2 separate regions of the Ovis aries genome follow, and region 1 is linked to region 2. The links are chromatin contacts, called in public Hi-C maps. All regions are on one chromosome and are shown on one strand. The core of a region is the stretch at or near the end of the contact, and the rest is flanking DNA. Distances in the headings are between cores, read along the strand shown.

What was found. Hi-C and Micro-C count contacts between places; a contact is called where the count stands out from the background.
Region 1: a Hi-C map of liver shows a contact between it and region 2, with 4 times the contacts expected there. The contact joins the enhancer-like site here to the promoter of ALDH5A1 in region 2. A contact is called at or near these places in 2 of 16 Hi-C or Micro-C datasets (liver and omental adipose tissue).

What each region holds. Positions count from the first base shown.
Region 1 is chr20:32,434,024-32,437,576 of ARS-UI_Ramb_v3.0, forward strand. The region is part of intron 6 of DCDC2 (doublecortin domain containing 2); the gene reads left to right. Among named protein-coding and RNA genes, the nearest start is that of DCDC2, 58 kb to the left of the region's middle. Within about 2 kb of position 2,293, at least 1 of the 54 cell types and tissues checked has an H3K27ac peak or open chromatin away from gene starts, as enhancers often do. A contact at or near this core is called in liver, where this site is marked.
Region 2 is chr20:32,259,081-32,262,954 of ARS-UI_Ramb_v3.0, forward strand. ALDH5A1 (aldehyde dehydrogenase 5 family member A1) reads right to left here and starts at 2,425. Exons shown (of 9, transcript XM_060403444.1): 1 at 2,074-2,425. The coding sequence starts at 2,400.

The DNA.
Region 1 (3,553 bases), core at 1,043-3,542, 170 kb after region 2:
TGTATAATTGCAAAGTGTGATTAAAATGAGAGAAAAGGATAGAACGATATGCAGGAAAATAAAAGGAGAATTTATTTTATTTTATTTTATTTTATTTTTTTCTTGTTGTTTTTAAAAAGAAGAATTTAGATATGTGTGTCAGGAAAAGGTCTCTTTAAGGAAGGGACCTTTAAGGACTCAAAGTTATGTTTTGAGATGAGTTTCTATCTCGTACACAAGCAAAGACCCAATGTTATATTGCCATGCTCTGATTTAGAATAACACAGTGATAGTAGAGTCTGTCTCTTTTCTCACAATGCTTTCTCACGAAGCATTCTGTAGATTCATCAAGCATTCTGTCCATTTATCCGGTCATCCAGCCATCCATCCAACACATGTTTAACAAGCACCTACTGAGTGCCAGGAATCCCTTCAAGCAGCTGGCAGAGTGGTGACAAGCGTTCAGACCGCACGGAACTTTTGTTCTAGTGCCTGTATGTGTGTGGGGCGGGGAGGGGTGGGAAGAATGGGGGTAGACAGACTATCAGTGTCTAAACAAATATATAATTTCAGGTGGTGATCAGTGCCATGAGGACAATAAAATGTGGCAGAGCATTTGCTGATATAAAATGCTCTGAGACTGAGACTTTAATGAGGTAAAGCAGCCAGCCATACAAGGTGGGGGCAGGGGAGAAAGAGCCTCCATAGCAGGCCCTCAGGAAAGAGCTTGGCATAAAGAAAGGGGACAGAAAGAAGGCCGGGGTGGTCTGTGATGAGATTGGAGAGGCAGGCAGGGCCCAGTGGTGCAGGCCGTGTGTGAAGTTTGGATTTGATTCCTTACCATTTGAGGGGCAGAGGAAGGGAGTGATAGCATTTGATTTCTGTTTTTGAAAGATCATTCTGGCTGTGGTGTCTGCAGAGAAGTGGGTGGGGCAAGAACAGAAGCAGGAGGCAGTGGGACGGCTGGAGTCCTGAGTGATGCGGGTGACTGGGACAGAAGGCAGCGGGGGATTATTGTATGTTGTCACTGATGGCTGCATTCATCCAGTAGCCATTTATTGAGTCCATATTATGTCCCGAGCACTAGGAGAAGGGGGACGACAGAAGATGAGATGGTTGGATGGCATCACCGACTCGGTGGACATGAGTTTGAGTAAAATCTGGGAGTTGCATGATGGACAGGGAGGCCTGGCGTACTGCGGTCCATAGGGTTGCAAAGAGTCGGATATGACTGAGTGACTGAACTGAACTGAACTGTTTTAGTGCTTGTGGGGAAGGGGAGGCAGAGATTCCAGAGAAAACCATAAATGTCTGAAGCCTCCATTCTGGAGGAGGAAAAAGACAAACTAATATACAGTTGATATTAATCAGGGATAAACTTGAAGAAACATGTATCAGGATATGGGGGGAGAAAGTTAGAGAGGGTGCAGTACCCCCTGGGTGGCCAGGGTGGGCCTCTTGTAGGAGATTATATTCAGCAGAGGGGCATAATCCCCTGGGCACACAGTGAGGTTCCACGAAACCTATCTAGTGGATTTGTGAGTGACTAGCCGTGAACCACACGGAGAGAATATTCTACGTTGGGCATTCCAAAGTCACAAGCTCAGGAACTTTTTAAGGGAAGGATCAGTTTGCTCCTTTCCTTTAAGTAATTGGTTCCCTGGAGAATGTACATATTTTCAAGATCCTTAACCGCTTGGCATGGAGTTGGGATGAGTGTGAGTGAAGGGGACGATGGGTGAGCTGGCTTACAACTTAAGGAGCTACTTACTGTTCAGTTCAAGGGAAGGCATCCCTGAACTCGTGATGCAAATCAAAGGGGACCCAGAGTTGGACTTTTAGGAATTCTTTTCTCCACAAGCTTTCTAGGAATGGCTGTATTGCATAAGGAAGGGAAGTGTGGGTGGGGGCCTGATAGAGCTTAAAAAAGAGAGAGAAAGCTGCTACACTCTCCATAGAGGACCTGCTGTGCAGAAGTGATGGGTCAGCAAGGCCCCACCCTTGTGGTAGGAAGTGTAGGTAATAGGGTTTGGGGTAAAGGTGAGGAGGTTCGGTGGGGGGGTCCAGCAACCCTTTCAAAACAGCCAGGCAATGCCCTGTGCAAAGCAGGAAAAGACCAGAAGTCACCACTCATACAGACGCGGGGGGTCACAGAATCAAGTACTTTGAGATTCTAGCCTGGAAAACAAAAGGAAGCGATAAGGGAATCCTCTGAAGTTCTATTAAGTTTGAAAAATTAACCCACCAGAGGGAGGGTGTCTCTAGGTGTGAGGTTTCAGTGCACAGAGTCCAAGCGCCCTCTAGTGGAAAAGACATAAAATCAGGGACATGCTTGAAAGTTGGAGCTAAAGACTACCTTACATTGTCCTCTGCCGCCGCTGCTGCTGCTGTTGCTGCTGCTGTTGCTGCTGCTGCCGCTGCTGCTGCAGCGTCGCTTCAGTCGTGTCCGACTCTGTGCGACCCCATAGACGGCAGCCCACCAGGCTCCCCCGTCCCTGGGATTCTCCAGACAAGAACACTGGAGTGGGTTGCCATTTCCTTCTCCGATGCAGGGAAGTGAAAAGTGAAAGTGAAGTCGCTCAGTCGTGCCTGACTCTCAGCGACCCCATGGACTGCAGCCTTCCAGGCTCCTCCGTCCATGGGATTTTCCAGGCAAGAACACTGGAGTGGGGTGCCATTGCCTTCTCCGTACGTTGTTCTCAGTTGTCCTTAATTCCCAAGTGGCTAATACATCTTGTGATCAACAATTTACAGATTCAAATATGGCAATTGCTCAGGTTTTGGTGAGAAAACATGATTATCCATGTATCACAAAGTCACAGTGAAAGGTCGATTCTGAAGTTTCCAGAACTCCATTTTGCCTTTTGGGAACCTGTGTCCAGTTTGGATAAAAAGATTTCTCACACTTCCCATCAGCAAATACACAGAGAAACACCAGCCTGAGTCTGAGTGTGGTCCCCTGCTCACAAGGTCTCCTGGATGCTCCGCTGAAATACACACCCTGTGAGTGCTGCTGTGTGCGGCAAATCCCTCACAAAATCACTTTACGAGGGATTTTGTGATGCATTATGGCTTTTGTGTCTTTGGCACATGTTCATGAAGGCTTAAAGTGAGTTTACCGTGGTAATGACAGAAACCTGAGTTGACTGGATCTTGTTGGGAAGAGCCTAGGGAATTATCCAAAACAGTCCCAATTTGAGTAGAGCAAGGGGGTGATCAAAGGGCTCTTTTTAGTTTTCTGTTGGTCTGAGCCAGAGGTTTGCTATTTCTGTCAGGTATTTTGATATGTGTGTGAGGGGAAAAACAGGACAGTGCTTGAGTGATCACATAGGGTCTAGTGTTTGCATGGGATGCCCTGTAAAATGAGGCTGCTGCTTGATTTCTTCCACTTAGAGATAAAATCGTAATCTATTACTTCCAGGTGACTTTTTAAGGGAATCAAACCATATGATAGCTGTTTCTAGTCCCTTGGGAACTAGCAAGTGTCAGTGTAGCAGAAAAGTCAAAACTGGGTAACTTTGAGAAAGTTAATTCCTTTATCTGAAAAAATGCCTATCTATGCATTTGGTAAATA
Region 2 (3,874 bases), core at 1,175-3,674:
TACACACCCCACTCCATCCAGCCCTCTCCTAATTCTTCCCCACGTCAGTCTCCTCAGCACACGGGGCTTCTTGCTGATCTACACGTGCATCAGGCACGCTCCTGACTTGGTTTTTGCTCCAGCGGAATTCTCTCACCCCCTTTGGTCTTTGCATCTCATGTCCTCAATGAGACCTACCCTGATGTTACAGCCTGGATTCAGTTCCCCCCAAATTCTCGTAACTCCCCAGTACCTCTGAATGTGACTACATTTGGAGATGGGCTCTGGAAAGAGGTCATTAACATTAAATGAGGTCATAAGAGTGGATCCTAACCCAATATAACTAGTGTCCTCTCAAGAAGAGATTCGGACACTGACAAGTTCAGAGGGAGGAGCATGTGACGATGGGGAAGATGGCCACGTGAGAGGGGCCTCAGGAGAAACCAGCCCTGCCCTCATGTCTTGAGAGCAGGCTTGTAGCTTCCAGAACTCTGAGACAAGAAACTCCTATTTAAGCCACTGAGTCTGTGATACTCTGTTATGGCGGCCCTAGCAAATTAATACAGTTGTCCACACTATTTACTTTACATTTTGCCCCTTTTCTCTGGCCTCTGATCCTGTTAGCCTTCTCTGCTTTTTCTCATAGCATTCATTACTTCTAACATACTTATTTGTTTATTGTTGTTCAGTCACTAAGTCGTGTCTGACTCTTTGTGACCCCATGGACTGCAGCACGTCAGACTTCCCTGTCCTTCACCATCTCCCGGAGTTTGATCAAACTTATGCCCACTCAGTTGGTGATACCATCCAACCATCTCATGCTCTGTCGTCCCCTTCTCCTCCTGCCTTCAATCTTTCCCAGCATCAAGGTCTTTTCCAATGAGTCAGTTCTTCGCATCAGGTGGCCAAAGTATTGGAGCTTCAGCATCAGTCCTTCCAAAGAATATTCAGCATTGATTTCCCCTTTAGGGAAAATTGACTGGTTTGATCGCCTTGTTGTCCACGGGACTCGAGAGTCTTCTCCAGCACCACAATTCGAAAGCAACAGTTGCTCAGCACTCAGCCTTCTTTATGCTCCAGCTCTTGTACCTGCACACGACTACTGGAAAAACCATAGCTTTGACTATAGGGACCTTTGTTGGCAAAGTGACATCTCTGCTTTTTGATACTGTCTAGGTTTGTCATAGCTTTTCTTCCAAGGAGCAAGCACACCCTGTGTGCACCAGGACCCAGGGGAAAGGAGAAGTGACTTGTTTGTTTAGCTATGCTATTTGTCACAGCTTAAATCTCCTCCCTCCCCTCACCTCCAAGTGAACTCCAAGAGGGCAGGAATGTTTCTTTTGTGGAACTGCTGTATCCCCAGAACCTCCCACAGTGGCAGGCATAACAGGTGCTCAGAAAATGTCTCATGGATGAATCAGTGTTAGATTCCCTTGGTACTTGGACCTCATTGCTGCACTGTCTTCCTTCAGACAAAGGATGCTGAAGGGCACGGTAGAAAATGACCTCTGGGCTGACTCCGGTGTCATAAACTAAATGGAAGAGGAAAGAAATCTCTCCCCCTGACAGCCCCCCACCCTCGATTCTCTACTCCTGTCTATGTCAGTTAAAGGATGTATCTGCCTATTCAGGCCCCAAACCTGGAGGGTGGTTCTGGGCTTGTCTCTTCCCTTGCCCAAAGCCCCCGATTTTTTCCAGTTCTCTCCACTCCCCAGCTCATGACTTGGTGTGAGCACTCATTACCAGCCTTGCTGTAAACCACCCCATTAGCCTCCTGCGTGGTGTTCCTGCAGCCAGACAGGCACTTCAGATGCTCTGAAATCACACGTGCTCTCACCTTCCCCTGCGGTCTGCTGGCTTATCATTGCAGGTTCCTGTTCTGCTCCCCTACCCGACCCTTTATGAGGCTCGAGGGCGGGGCCGTGCTCCCTAACGCCCGCTCCGGGCTTGGCACAAAGCCGACGCTCCAAACTTCTTTATTTTTACTGTCTTTCCACATGGTGTATCCTGGAGCACTGGGGAGGGGAGAGGTGACACAGCTGGTTTCACTAGGGTACAAAGCCCCGATCGCCCCTGCATCCGGCGCGCACTCACCTTGGCCGAGACCCCCCTCCAGCTGCAGAAAGCCTCGTAGGCAGCGCGCACGGCGGCGCGGGCCTCGGGCACCCCGCAGTCGGCCACCAAGCCTAGCTCGGCGCCGCTGGCCGGGTCGTGCACCGGGAAGGTGGCGGCTGCCGAGACCCAGAGGCCGCCCACGAAGCCGTCGGTGCGCAGCAGGGCCGAGGAGAGGCCCGCCGGGCCTCTGGCGTAGCCGCGGATCGGGGCCACTGGGCAGTCGGCACGGGGGCGGCAGATCCGGCTGGGAGGTGCCCGCCGGAGGTGCGGAGCCAGGCAGCTCCGCAGCCGCAGGCAGGCCGCCATGGCCCTGGAGGCGACGGCAGGAAGCAGGCTAGCGAGCGTGCGCACCCGGGACCCAGGCTGCGGCGGGGGCGCGCCGGGCGGCGGGGACGCGGAGCAGCGCCCTATTCCCGCGCCCTTAGCGCCGCACAGCCGCGAACTCTAGACCTTGATTGACCGAGAGCGCCAGCAGCCTCGGCTTCCTGCGCGACCTGGGAAGGATCGCGGATGAGAATGGGCAAGCTCGCTGGTAGAGGCGCCTGCGGACCCGAGTCAGCTTTATAACTATTCATTCCTTAGCCCCTCCGCCGCTCCCTCTCACCACCAACCCCACAAGCAGCTTTCCCCGCCGCTGGAATTAGTGCTTGGTCCATGGATGTGCCGACGTCAGCCCCAGTTTCTTAGGACGTGAGCAGGATGCTTCACTGTCGTAGCTTCTGTGCGTTTAGAATTTGGGGCAAGTGTTCTCGGAGGGGGTGCAGTGTGGCCCAGCGTTCTGCTGCCTGGATGCTTGTCTATTTCTGTGTTAACTGGAAGCAGGGATGCCCTTGATATAAGCGCCTTTGGAGAGCAGCAGACTTGGAGCAAACTCAGAATCTCTTGTTGACAAGCTGTGTGACCTTCCACAAGTCCTTTACCCTGGGTCCGCTGCTTTGCGGGATGGAATGATAACCTGCCCCATAGGTTTGTTGTGAGAGAAGGTATAAGGCTTGGTACAGTTGCTACCTTAAATTCAGCTTAGTGTTAAAATCCATGCTAGCTGACCTGGGTCAAACAACTAGTGAGATTAAAGTGTCCAGTAAAAAAGATGCACAATTTGAGAGTTTCTAGTTAAGTTTTATTTGGGGCAAAATGAGGACTGGAGCCTGGGAGGCGGCACCTCAGATAGCTCTGAGAGACTGCTCCAAAGAGGCGGAGGGGGGAAGTCAGTATATAAGATTTTGGTGAAGGAGGGAGTTCAATACAATTAAACGCTCATTTTACAAAAGGTTTTCCACTAGTCGGGCTTCCCTGGTGGCTCAGCTGGTAAAGAATCCTCCTGCAGTACAGGAGACCTGGGTTCGATCCCTGGGTTGGGAAGATCCCCTGGAGGAGGGAAAGGCTACCCATTCCAGTATTTTGGCCTAGAGAGTCCAGGGGGTCGCAAAGAGCCGGACACAACTGAGCGACTTTGACTTTCACTTTTCTGCTAGTCAGGAGGCTTTGCTGTCACCGTGAAGAGATTTAGTGCTTTCAGTGCCTTTCTAGATACGAGGAGATGCAAGTATTGGAATCATGAAATCAGTTCTTGAAAATATCCAACTGTCTAAAGACCTGTCCCACCAGACTCCCTGGAGCACAGAGTGCCTCCCTCCACCCTGAATTCCCTCTGGGATTGTTGAAGTTCAACAGCTGTGGCACCAGGGGGTTCAATCTCCGCAGAGGCCGATGGCAAATGCCCTTGTTCGGTCACTGACAATGCTCTTGGCAAGTGCCAATTTGTAGCTGACAAACGTTA